2 separate regions of the Mus musculus genome follow, and region 1 is linked to region 2. A link is a contact called in public Hi-C data. All regions are on one chromosome and are shown on one strand. The core of a region is the stretch at or near the end of the contact, and the rest is flanking DNA. Distances in the headings are between cores, read along the strand shown. Region 1 has its middle 130 kb from the start of Runx2os3. Region 2 has its middle 36 kb from the start of Runx2os3.

Region 1 (6,808 bases), core at 4,299-6,798, 170 kb after region 2:
AAAGCAAGTTCTTTAGGGAAACTGTGCCTCAGATTTCTGACTTGCCAAAAGCATGCTTGATTATTTTCATTTAAACATATATCTAGGATCTTTTTCTAGGTAATATACACTACATAAAGGTGCATAATTTTAACACACACACACACATACACACACACACACACACACACACACACACACACACACACACACACACACACACACAATTGCTTAGTTCCCCATCAACACAGTGGGTTTCCTTTCTATTTCAAATGTTCTTATAATACATACTCTTGGGCAGAATTAAAAGGACTTAGGCCAGTCAGTTTCTGACACATAAAGTCTTTACTTTCTGGAAGCCAAAACAACCTAGGAGTTGGTTATCCATCCCCCCACCCTGCTCCAAGCCAAGTTAAGTCTCTCTGTATCTTCCTCTCTCCAGCCTTCTACCTTTACTCTTTGGAAATGCCTGGGGCACGGGCGAGGGGATCAGTCTTCCGGTGACTCCTGTCTCTCAGTTGAGATAGAGCTGAAGATGTCATTTTGGCTGAAAGACCATCTCATGGCTTGCTGCAGAGATGCTGAGGGTGGTCCTGCAAGGAGGTGTCTGCTCTGCAGTCAAGCTCTGCAGTGCTGCTTGACGGTGGCTGCGCTCGCTGCCACATAATCCCCCAGCCCACAATCCTTTCATGTCTTTCAGGCACACCAGGACTCCAGTGTTTCTTCCTTTTCTCATCTGGGCCCTCAAGTGTTTAGCATCCTTCTCATTCTCCCAAACATTCAATTCTTTCCTTTAAAAAATTATAATAGGGATGGAGAGATGGCTTAGCAGTTAAGAGAACTACCTGCTCTTCCAGACAACCTCAGCTCAGTTCCCAGCACTCACACGGTGGCTTATGACCACATGTAACTCTAGCTCCAAGGGCTCCTGCACACATGGGGTGCATATGAACCCACAGAGGCACACACAAGTTATATTTATTAGTTGCCTGTGTGTGCATACGTTCATGCATGTGCATTGCACATATTCTATGGCATATATGGAGGCCAGAGCACAACATGTAAGAGTTGGTTCTTTCCTTCCACTATATGGGACCCAGGGATCAAACTTAGGTCATCAGGTTTGGTGGCAAGCAAGCAAACACCTTTAATTATCCAGCCATCTCACTTGGACCCTACCTCCAATTTTTAATTACCCCTTATTAACTTTTTGGAAAACCCCTCTGCACATCTGTGGGGCCTGGCTTAGTAACAGAAGTCTCTATTAAACTTGTGGCGTTAACCAGTACACTAGAGACAGTATGATTTGAGTGAGCAAGACAAGCAATAGGAATGTTTAAAAGTCATTAACACATCAAGAATTCAACAATCACCTTTCAAGATTGTACAGATAGTCAGGGACTCAGGTTCAATTTGGACTCCCTGTTGATCACCGTCATTGTTAGGGCAATATCTGGTCTTTGAACAATAGGCCCTGATCATCCCCCTCAGGTTTTGTTCCCCTAGGTTGAACCTCTGGGATAAGCTACACAGAGGTTGTGTGGGTCCCACTTCAGCTGGACTCCGGTTGGGCAGAGAGCTAAAGAGGACTTACAGAATGCTGGAGGGGGACCAGGGCCAGCCTGGGAACGCAGCTGGGCAGAGCCTGGCTACCCTTTTTCTCATCCTTTACTCATCCTGAAAGTACATCAAGACTTGTGGTTTAGGCTCCGTTTATCTGCTTTCAGCCTAAAAGTCAGAACTTCTCCTTCAAGGAAGGAGAGCCGTGTTCATTGAAACTGAAAGGAGTCGCCCCAAGTCCCTGTGAACTGAAACCATGGGATTTCACACGGATCTGCCTGGTTCTTCCTCCTTCCTCTGCTCTCGGACCTCATGTCACGCTTATTCAGGACAAGGCAGATCCGGATGGTTTTCCAACTGCCAGGCTCACAAAGCTGCCCAGGCAGCAAGCTTGTGCTCTGCCTACTTGCAGACTGCCTAGATGCCCCAAGACTTAGGCTTGGGGGGCTGACCCCTGGGTTAGACATATGGGGTCAAGCAGGAGGCTTGTTTCAATGAGGATATAAGGCCCTGCACAAAGAGCTGGGGAAACTCCTAGGAGACACATAACTGGAAGGGCTCTGGGGTGGGAAGGAAAATGTCTGCTTCCTTCCTTGCCTTGCCTTAAGAGTCTCTCTGCTCCCGTGAAAAGGCCTAAAACCTGACTCAAATGTGGCCATTCCAAGACTAGACATGGATGTGATCCTGAGAAATGATGGGAGCAAGTCACTTATTTGAGGAAAACCAGTAGGTGATAGTGGGATGTGAGTTGAAAGTCTTCATGGAATGGTTGCCTCAAAATTGCTCCTGCTATAACTCCAACAGAGGAAGGAAGCCCCAAATACCTAAAAGAAAGAGAACAGAATGGAAGAGAACACAGAAGGCCTGCTGAATGCATAAACTGGTTTCCCATGAGCCACATGAGTGGCCTAGAATAATTCTCTAAGGGACCAGTATTCCCTGTGAATGGATTTCCATCACTGAACTCCTCCATCAGCTATGGGTGAAAAGGGGATGTGCAGGGTGACAGTGACACGTGTGCAACTATTAAATACCATCTGTTTGCAGAACTGCTTCCCACCACGTGTGTCATAACAACTCACTGTCTCGAAAGTGACAACAACAACAACGGTTCTGGAACTCACGGACAGGTCCAAGCTCAACCTCTAGAAAGGAATCAGACCCTCATCTCTGCCTCCCTCGTGCTGTCTCTCCCCAAGAGAAGAGATGATCAAAACCAGCTGGACAACCAGCCAGGGAGAACGAGCAGAGCCCAGAAATATAGAGAAGCTACTTGAACGTACCAGTGTCAGAGCTGAAGATGGTCATGTTTTTTAATTATTAGACTAGTTGAGAATGTGCCAATATGCCCATAAAATAAATGGCTGATCAGATTACATCTTAGAGAAATGAAGAGCGGGAAGACTGGAGCATGACCTTTCTACAAATTCTCCTTCTCCCCTGCCTTCCCCCATTTCCCCACCCCATTTCTGTTTGAGGGGGTTTGTTTTGTTTTGTTTTGTTTTGTTTGTTTGTTTTTTTTTGAGATAGAGTCCCACACTGTAGCACAGGTTAGCCTTGAGCTCAAGCTGCCCCTGCTGCCTTAGTCTCCTGACCCCTGACACCTCTCTATGCCCAGTGAAATTTCATATTTCTAAGTGGGGTCTTTCTGTTTGTAAAGATGAACTTAGCACAGTGGATGTGAGAATACTTGTAGAAGAAGATGTTCTATGGGTACCAATCGAACGGAGAGACCACAGTCAGGGGACTCTTGGTTCATCTTAAACTGAAGAAAAACATGTTAAGCTGAACTCGATGACTGTAGTTGAGGCTGGGAGTGAAGAGCCGTGTGTTGCATGTCCCATCTGAATATTTTCAGTATAAAAGAAAAACCTCAGCGGGGCAGCTATTTCTTCTTGGTTATGACCCTTGTTATACCAATAGCAGCATAATTCATGGTGCATTATGGGGGAGAGAGAGAAATCCTACTACAAATGCCCATCTGACCCTGAGATAACTTACCTTAACATGTGTGTAGGCATCACGTCACATTTCCATGTAAAATATAGATACCCTGCGTGATACTTAAGTGAACCCGTTATAGGTTTCTCTTTAATGCGTTTTCAGTCAATGACTTCTAAGACATTTGACATTATTTCTGGGGAGGAGATTTCCTGCCTCTTCCACAGCATTGATGAAAATCTAGCTGGGAACAATACATCTTCTGTGAAGCTCTCTCCACAGAAAGTAGAAGAAATAAATCTCTCTTCTCAGCACTGGCTCTGAAGGCAAGCCGAGGAGAGCACAGGGCCTTGGGAGGATTGACACTCAAGGGGAGAGGGGAAAGGCTCCTCAATATGCAACAGGCTCAGGGGACCTGGGGAAAGAAGTCAGTCTGGGGTCTGCTGCGGGGCACTGTGAGGGTCTAAGCCAAGACAGGAAGAGCACAAACCCCACCATTAATAAATGTGTCACTCTTACCTGTCAAGTGGGCCCCTTCGGTGAGAGTCACAGTGGTGTGAAATACAGAGCTTACTTGCCTTAACTCCTCATTTTATGGGCTGGAGGAAACCCATCAGCCAACTAGCCATGTGAAATTTGCTCGATGCTCCTGGCTCACCGAATGGTTAGAGATGAGTCCCAGGCCCTATGCCTTAGGTATTTTCCTTGCTGCTGTGGCAAAAATATTAGACAAAATGAGAGCTAAGGAAGGAAGGGTTGGTTTATTTTGGCTTGTGGTTTGAGGGTTCAGTCAATCATGGCATCCCCATGGCAGTACAAGTGTAAACTGACCGCTCACACTGCATTCCTAGGCAGGAAGCAGAGAGATCTGAATGCTTGCTCCACTCTCTTAATCGTTTTTTGTTCAACCTAGAACCTCAGTCCATCGATGGCACTGATCATGGGGCATCCTACCTCAACTAACCTAATCTGAACTCTCCCACACGGACACAGGCCCAAGAGTTGTCTCAGTTTCAACCACTACACTCACCAAGCCTCAGAAACAATCCTTGGGCAGAAGAGTGAGATCTCTAGCGAGGCGTATCTGAGATATTCCACAGCATTGATTTTGATGAGCCAGTCAGGTTCAACAGCAAGGGTAGACATAGGGCAGACCAATTATCTGAGCCGACGGGTTTCCTTTGTGACCTAGGACATGCCTTGGTGCCATGGTGCGCATGTGGAAGTCAGAAGACAACTTGTAGTAGTCAGTTTTCTCCTTCTGCCATATGGTTGTTGAGGGATGAGACTCGTGTCATCAAACTGGGTGGCAAGTATCTTCACCCACTGAGCCAGAACCTTGCTGTCTTTCAAAGAGACCTTTCAAGAGATACTTGATGCTTGATACTAATCCCCAAATATCCCTGGCTCCCCAGCAGATCTGCTCCTCTTTCCCTTTTCATGGTAGTGCCCATCTTTGTGTACACTGACCTGTTTACATATTCATCATGTCATCATGTGACACTCCCTGTTTGTATGTACAGTTCCTACTTTCAGGAATTCTGGCCCTATAATGTGTGGCACATAGTAGGTGGTTTTTCAGTGTTTATGAATTCAGAAACAAATGAAAGTATTTGGATCAGGTATTAGGCCAGGGCTTTCTCTAATCCTGGATGCATCTCCTCTAGGCAGGCTGTATCATTGCCACTTCACACATGGAAAAAAAAATTCAAGGCTTAATGAATTTAATGGGTTGCTGGAGGCTGTCTGGGCAGCTTGGGGAAAGAGTCTCCTAAAGGTCACTGGCAAAGGTGCAAAGGGAGGCTAGAAAGCAGTTGCTTCTTTACCCTCCCTCTCCTGTCCCCTCTGTGGTCCAGGTCTGGGCTTCCAGAAATTTCTTTTGAAGGAGAAGCCCTGCACTCTGTGGTTCTTGAGGCCCTTTCTGGCTTTGCTGTGGGTTCCTGCAACCTGAAGTTCCAAACAGAGGCATTTGCTAATTTCCTGAAGAAAGCTGCAGGAAGTCTTGTCCCTGGGTAAAAGCTGTTCACAGTAGGTGAGAAAAGGGGAAGTTTTCAGACCACCACACACTTGGAGGTTTCATTTTCAGTGTTGTGTGGAGCTGACAAACAAACCTGAGTTGGCTCTCCTCCCTGTTTCCCTCCTGCCCTGGCCCAGCTTCCCCCCCCCCCTCTTTTCCAGATTCCTGTGAGTGTTTGGTTAACTTTATCCCCTCCTGTGTTATTGTTGTTGTACCACATATTAATGCAGGGCTTCTGTAGCCGGCAGAGTACGGTTGAGTTACAGTAACAAGCTACAAGCTGGAGGAAAGGGCTGCGGTTTCTGGCTGGTCCTGTCCCAGATATCCACCCTCACATCTGGATAAGCGATCATGTGACAGCTCAAAAAGCCAGCAGCATGTCCTGGAGACCATAAAAAATGGGGTCTGTTAAATTAAAAAGGCTTTAACTACTGGCTCAGCTGGTTTGGGGGGGGGGTCTTTCATTTTCTCCCCTCTCTTTTCTGCCTCTTTCTCTCTCTCTCTCTCTGTCTTTTTTCATTGCTCCAGAATGTGTTGAAAGATTTGTGATTGCTATATACTTAATTTAATATCGTGAACCTATCATATTGTAAATTTGTTTGCATGCTTTTCTGAAGTCTAGCCAGCTCTTCTCCATTTTCCTAAGTTAACACAGGGCTTTGTCAATTCTGGGATCAGGACTGGATGTCCTGGTAATAAACACTCCAGAATAAAGAGTCTCTCTTCCAGTTTCCCCAACACCCTATCATCTCGCTGCCCTCTCCCCGCATCCTCCCCCCCCTCCCATAAAGGCAGACTTCAAACTCCTGGTCAAAGCATGCCTCCTTCTTCTTCTTCTTCTTCTTCTTCTTCTTCTTCTTCTTTTTTTTAAACCATCTTTAAGGAAGATCCTGTAGGGCAACCGGCTTTAAAATAGTACTAGTTAATAGAAATGTCATTGTTCTTGTTGGATAAAGTCCAGAACAGATTGGAAGTAAAACACATCTTGAGATGTTAAACAGCAAAGCACCAGCAACCTCAATTCCTACAACTCAAAACAAACCAAAAAGCAAAGCAAAACAAAGCAAAGCAAAACAAAACAAAACAAAAAAACCCAAAACTCTTATTTTCATTTTCTTGCACAAATAAAACATTCTTGTGTTGCCCACTGGACATATCCTTCTCTCTGATTTACCACGATTGCAAAAACCAGGATTAAACAAGGCACCCGTTCCAAAACCAAAAGTCTGTTTTCTCAAACTATCAAAGAGAGAATAACTTTGGAAGGGAGTGCATGATAGAAGATGAGAGGCAAGCAGTGCCTGGTTTCTG
Region 2 (6,842 bases), core at 1,900-4,399:
GACCTAAGCTATCCGGTTAGAAGTAGGGAATCCATTTGTAGTGTCTGTCCCAGCTCTGTAAAAATCAGTTTGGAGGCCTTTCCTAGAAAACAGTGCTAAAACTGAGTGACTGAGGACAGCACCATCGGCGCCCAAGGTCTCTCAGGGGAGGTGGAAGACTACTTTTCTCATTCCTGTGACTTCAAAGGCATCACCAGTTCATCCACAAAAGGCCATGCATCCTCATGCGCTTGCTCTTCACATCAGTTAGACATGTCTAATCTGCTTGCACCCAAGGGCTGCTCACCCCTGCTCACTGCAAGGTGTTCCTCTCCCATGGCTGTCCTCTTCCTTTCCCGGCTTTCTCCTTGGTCTTGGAGTTAAGAGAGGCCAGGTAGGGCTACGAACAGACTCTTCTTTCCTCCCCATCCTCCCTCTGCATCCCGTAAGCCTCTTTGGGACTTCCTAGGTGCTTCTCAGCAGTAGCCGTTCAATCTGGAGACGTTGAGAATGGGAATTTTAAAGGCTGCTCCTCAAAACTTAGATGAGGTGGTGATATAGAGGACAGCAGACAGTGGTGGCAGCGGGGATGTGTATCCAGGCAAACAGGCCTGAAGGGAGGGATGGAGAGGAGAGCACCCATTAGAGGAAACCGAAGTGTACCCTCTCGGGGATGGCATTGGTTTGCCTGAGGTGTGATTCCTGGGTTTTGGGGATGGCCTGGGGAAAGCACTGCTATCCCACAGTTACTAGTTCTTCACGTGGACAGGGATGCAGGATGCTCCTGGAGTTAGAGAAGCACATGGGCAGGGGATACAGGATGCTCCTGGAGTTAGAGAAGCATGATGAACTTGACATTTGAGAAGAAGCAGTTGCTAATTTTTGTAAAGCTTCTTGTGACTCAACCCAGTCCTGTTGGTCAGAATCGCTCAGCCAATCATAAAGCAGAAAGATGCCATTCTGGAAATTTGCTTAACCTTTACTAAGACTTATGTCATTTTCTGACCTTGTCATGATGTCATGTTGGTGTCTGGCCACTTAGCACAGTTGTTTTGTTTTTTTAAAAAACCCTGTTTTATTTATTTACTTTTTTTTTTTTTTAGCATTTTGAATGTTGCTTGCTTCTTTCTGCTCACTTCCATGTATGTGTGCGTGGTGTGCATGTGTATTTGAGTGTGTGTACTTACACATATGTGGGAAGGATGTGCATTGCCTGAGGGGACCAAGGTTGACATATGGAGTCACTTTCAATCACCCTGCACTTTATTCATTGAGACAGGATCTCTCATTTGAACCCAGAAGTCAGAGATGGCTAGTCTGGCTGGCCAGCTTGTCTCAGGGCTCTCCTCTGCCTTCCTTGTATCTACTGGAATAACGGGCAGTCTGCCATACCCAACATGCTTTCATGTGGGTTTTGGGCATGCAAACTCAAGTCAGTCTTTATGATTCTGAGTCAGGGACTTTATCCACCCAGCCATCCCCACAGCTCACTTTTTAAAGGCTATGTGCTCTTACCAGCTCATTTGGTCCTACTCTGAGACACTAGGAAGTGAAGTATCCCACCTGCCATTTTTAAAAAGCAAAAGCAAGCAAGCAAAAACAACATACAGAAAAGATCACCCCCCCCCCCTTCTCTCTCAACAAAATTCTGCTGGAAGACAAAGTGACAAAGGAATGTGACGAGTTAGGACCAGAACAAAAATACAACCAGTCTTCATGTGGCTTTGTATTCTACAGGTCTTAGGAAACTTCTACGGTGTCAGAAGTACTAGAGTTAGCCTGAATGTGGGGGAAGGGTAGAGAAGAGCAGAGCTCAGACATAGTGCACTTAGAGATGGTGTGTTAGGTAGGGGTTCCAAGAGCTTCCAAAGTAGAATCTCACAATGGGTTGATTTAACCATACTACAGATATGTTATTTTAAACCAACCAACCAAAAAACCCCACAAACAAACAAAACCCCAACAACAATAAAAAACCAACCCCCCCCAAAAAAACCCAACAACAACAACAACAACAACAACAACAACAAACCCATGCAGCACCGAACTTACAGGGGCAGGGGTCCTGATGAAATGGTTTAAGGCTTTAAATGTCTCCCTCTGTCATCCTCTCTTCCCTCAGTCAAGTCACTGCCTGGTTTTGGAACACCATCCTTTTCAGCCAGTCAAGCAACTGACTAGTTTCACTTTCTGTCTCTGGGTTCTCCTCATTGTTCTGCCTCCCAAAAAGACATGGGCTCTTGGCCTCTACTGGTCTAACCTTCGGCCTAACTTTTCCATTGGAATTCAATATTTAAGATTATAGACCATGAGGGTCATGATGGCTTTGCCCCTTTGGCAGGGGTTGAGGAAACTTTGGCGGGGGAGAAGGTGGCAGTCTCTGGGCAGAGAAAATGTGTCTGGCTATGACCATATTGTCCTTGGGGCATTGGCAGAGGAGAAATTCTAAGATGACCACGGAAGAGGATTCTCACTGGAATCTTCTAGAACAGGTGGTGCAGAAATTGGCTGGTGGGATCAGTTTGCAGTTCTGAGCCATGGGAGGCAGAGAAGTCTCTAAGGAGGGAGCAAGTGCTGAATCTGACCAAGGAGTTAAGTGGTTAATAGGAACTAGGGCTTTTTATTGGCTAATAAAACCTCTCAAGGATCATACACACACACACACACACACACACACACACACACACACACACATATATATATATATACATATATAAATAAATAAATTATATGGTTCCTTCAGGCTCCTAGTCCAGTGCTCAAAAGCAGAAAAAGACAAAAACAACAACAAAAGCTAGTTCTTTTAAATACCAGCACAGCTCAAGTCTTGTTTACTTTTTCATTTCCGCAGTTGTTAAAAAGAAAGAAAGAAAGAAAGAAAGAAAAAAAAGGCTAGTGCTTCAGATTTATCACTCTGGAGCTCAGGACTAGAGGTTCCTGCCTCCTCAGGAAAGGGAACATAAGCCCAGCCTCTCTGTTTCAGGAGAGGGAGACCCATGGTGGAGACTTTAGGAAGAGGGAGGAAGGACAGACCCTGCATGAGCCACATCTCTGATTCCAAATGCAAATGATCTCTGTCCTTTTATTACCGGGGTACTGTTCTCCCGACAGAGCGGGATGTTCTTATTTTTAATAATAGCCAGACCAGATGCTAACTGCTCCCCAGTGACAGGCTGGATGAGCGAGAATGCAAACAGCTGATTCCTGTTAAGAAGAACACCAAGAGAATAAGCCAGCAACTATGAGAATTCTCTGGAAGCTTTTGCTTTGTAAACCCCTGTTTGGCAGAAAGATCACAGAATCTGAGCTGAAAACACAATGTGTCCCCCCTGCGCCTGCTCCCCGTCCGGCTGCTTACTGGGACCCTGAAGCCTCTTGCTTTGCCATGCAGCCCTGTTCTGAATTATCCAGAGGACAGGCTCCAGGTTCCTCCAGAGGGAGGGTCCAAAGCTCTGGTCCCTTTGACTTTGAATGACTGTAGAAAAAAATATTCATCAGTAGGAGGAACTTTTCACTGGCTCCTTTGCCATAGAAAATAGTAAAATCCTGACCACGAGCCAATTTTTTAAAATGGCATCTTTGTTCCATCTTTCTGACTCCTTCTTCCCCCTGTCAGAGCCCATCAATCTGTCAGATTCTATTTTGTTTTAGCATATGAGCCATTTGCAACAGGCTTTCTTCTTTCCCAATGACCTATCAGAGATAGTATAGAGCTTCTTGTTCTGAGAGGACTCGGGCTACCCTGCTATTATTTCTGGGAGACTGAGGTGCCCGTGGTAGGGGTCTATGGGATTTGGCTCCCAGGGCCATATGGGAGACTCATTCCAACAATCACCTTCAGTGTACTTTGTTGTTTTTCCTGTTTACTTCATACTCAATATCCCTAAGCATCCTTTTATCAACATCCATTCTTGCCATTTGGTGCAGAAAGAGCTCCCAGACCTTTTCCTCCTATGCTGTACTTGACATCCAGGTAGCCCAGATGGTACCCGGGGGAGAGAGAGCTTGGTGATCTAAGATGCTCTTCTCTTGGATGGCTTTGAAAGCCGTTGCTTCAATCTCTCTGCAGTAAGTCAGATCTAGTAGTGGTCACAGAATGCCGTGGGCACCTGCTACTTTTTGTAATGTTTCTTTTGTTTTATCTCAGTTTTCCCAGCGGCCCCCTGAAGAGGTTACAGTGTTTCTCTTCCCAACTTCACTGATAGGAAGCTGGGGTTCAGACTTGTCCCAGGTTACAGGGCTATTAAGTCTCAAGCCTAGATCTGCCTGATTGCAAAGGCAGCGCTCCTAAGTCCCGGATTTGCACACAATCTCCTTTCTCATCTATATAATGGAGGCTATGCGAAGCAAATGAATTAACGAGATACGAAAATGCCCTGCAAGGTGTCTGGCACGTAATAGGTGTAAAATAGAGGGTACCTATTATTACTCATGATAATTAAGATGATTATTTTAAAAAGCATACGAAAAACTTTCAATTAGTTTGAATCACAATAAAGCCAGAGCCACAAGTGGGATTTTTTTTTTATGTACAATTTTAACATTTAAAACATCTGAAAGTGATAGTTTTCTATAGAATTTGAACCCTTTTTCCCCCTTTCCTTTTCCTTTTTTTTCTCTTTCTTTTTCTTTTTCTTTTTCTTTTTCTTTTTCTTTTTCTTTTTCTTTTTCTTGTATGTATGTGTAGTGGTAGGGACCAACCCCAAAGCCTTCTGCTTGCTAGGCATGCACTTCACCCCTGAGCTAATAAATCCCTGATTCAAATCCCTTGCATCTTTTTCCCCCTATCAAACATGAAAACTACTTTTGCAGCAGGCCTCTTACCATAGGCACCGTCCCTAAGCAGCACAGAGCCCTCACATCACACTGGCCAGAAATATTAAGCACATCCACGCTTTCAGAACAACGGAGATTTTGGCCCTAATTTGACCCCAGCTATCTGTGGTCTCTTCCAAGGTTTTCCATTTAGTTTCATATAAACACCGCTACTGGCAAAAAAAAAAAAAAAAAAAAAAAAAAAAAAAGTATTCTTGAACTCCATTTGGCAGTTGTTGGACTCATTTAACAGGAAAGAGAAAGGCCACAGCCAAGAAATCCCTGTCAATCAATTCCAACTCTCTCCAATGAGTGACTGTGCCCCCTTCCCACCCCCGCACCTGCCGAAGGGAATCGCACCTGGTGCCCCTTTCTAAGTCTCTAGGACAGTGCAGTGATGATCTAGATGATCTAGGGCCGGCACTACAGCCAGCAATGGAACCCCTGGGGTGCACTAAGTTTTGCACCAGAGTGTGGGGTGTCTGGGGAAGCCCAGGGATGAGACAGAAGTGCTTCCTTTGAACATAGTGGAGGTCCTCTCTCTCCCTGAGCATCTTAAAACAGTTTCCAGACAACTGTCTAACATCTACTTCATATGGACTTAAGATTTATGATGAGAAGCCAGGATGATCAAAATGACTTCTCTCTCTCTCTCCCTCTCTCTCTCTCTCTCTCTCTCTCTGGGTTTCAGTAAATCTTCATTCATCTCCTAGCTCTAGCTAGAATAGTATTCAAGATGGCTGCCAGCAGCCAGCAATAGAAAGCTACAGAGGAATCTTCCTGTTCACCTGGACTCATCTCAGAGGGTTTGCTCACTCATTTATTTATCCTAAAGCCAATCAAAATGTGCCAAACTGAAGGTTATAAAACGTTAGATACAGGGGTTGGAGAGACCGCTCAATGGATAAAGAGAGAACAGATTTACCAGAAGCCATGTAAAAGCCGGTGTGGCAGCCACCTGGAATCTCAGTGCTCAAGAGACAGTCATGGTGATCAGTAAGGCTAGCTGGCTTGTTCAGACTAGCACGATTGATGGACTCTGGGTTCCAAGGGAAGCTGCCTTAGGAGAGACATGGAGAGCAACTGAAGAAGACATCTAACATGAATCCCTGACCTCCATGTACTGCTAGTGCATACCCACACACATTACACATGTGTGTCCCCTGCAAGCACCCACGTACTCCACATACTTGCAAACACACACACACACACACACACACACACACACACACACACACACACGGCAGGGGAGCTAAAAACATTCACCATTGGTTTGTAGAGAGAATCCAGGTAGCTCTGATTTATGGCCATTTCCATTCCTTTTCTCATTCCCGGCGACACTGAGTGTTTGTAAGGTAGGTAGTAGCATTTGTCATCGCACACTTTCATTCCCACCACATGTATGTGTGGCTTGGTGTTTCAGACAGAAGAAGCCTCAGCTATTTTCTCCTTTCTGTCCCAGTAGCTTCACAGCCAGCTCTGCCTCAGGGAGTCGAGGGTGTGTGGAAAAGGAACAGCAGGAGCCCATGGAACGATGTGGGTTCCAGGTCTTTAACCCCTGCTTACTAGATACATGGCCTTGAACCAGCCACTTCACCTCTCTTGACCCTCTCCTTAAGCATGGACAATATTACATTGCCTGCCAGATGGTTTGTTGAGGGGCCATACAACATTCACCTATAGACTCCAATTGGCTTTTAAAATGGGGACTTTTAAGAGCCAGCTAGAGTCTGTCAAATGTCAGAGAGAATGGGCCCCATTGTTTCCCACCGCACTGGAATCATGGTCATTTTGTAGAGGAAGCGGAAATGAAACCCCTAAGAGGCGGGAAATCATTTCTGCAAGATCACACCCTGTGGGTACAGGACTGGAAAGCAGGGCTTCTGGGGTCTCTTTCCATGAAGCTCCTGGACTCTCTCACCTTTGTAACAGAAGCATCCTGTCATCCTATCTTCTCTCAGTTTCATGCACTGTATTTCCATTTGCTACAAACTGAGTCAGACAGAGCCATTGAAACTTTCTTGTGTTCTTCCCAGCACACAGATTTT

Evidence for each region. Hi-C and Micro-C count contacts between places; a contact is called where the count stands out from the background.
Region 1: a contact with region 2 is called in a Hi-C map of uterus, with 4 times the contacts expected there. The contact joins two enhancer-like sites. A contact is called at or near these places in 4 of 484 Hi-C or Micro-C datasets (granulocyte-monocyte progenitors, nephron progenitors and uterus) and 1 of 115 datasets of contacts at active chromatin or transcription factors (embryonic stem cells).

The regions. Positions count from the first base shown.
Region 1 is chr17:44,431,696-44,438,503 of GRCm38.p6, reverse strand. No RefSeq gene overlaps it. Among named protein-coding and RNA genes, the nearest start is that of Runx2os3, 130 kb to the left of the region's middle. Within about 2 kb of position 5,548, at least 93 of the 459 cell types and tissues checked have an H3K27ac peak or open chromatin away from gene starts, as enhancers often do. A contact at or near this core is called in uterus, where this site is marked.
Region 2 is chr17:44,594,613-44,601,454 of GRCm38.p6, reverse strand. It overlaps a transcript of Runx2 not described here. Among named protein-coding and RNA genes, the nearest start is that of Runx2os3, 36 kb to the right of the region's middle. Within about 2 kb of position 3,149, at least 34 of the 459 cell types and tissues checked have an H3K27ac peak or open chromatin away from gene starts, as enhancers often do. A contact at or near this core is called in uterus, where this site is marked.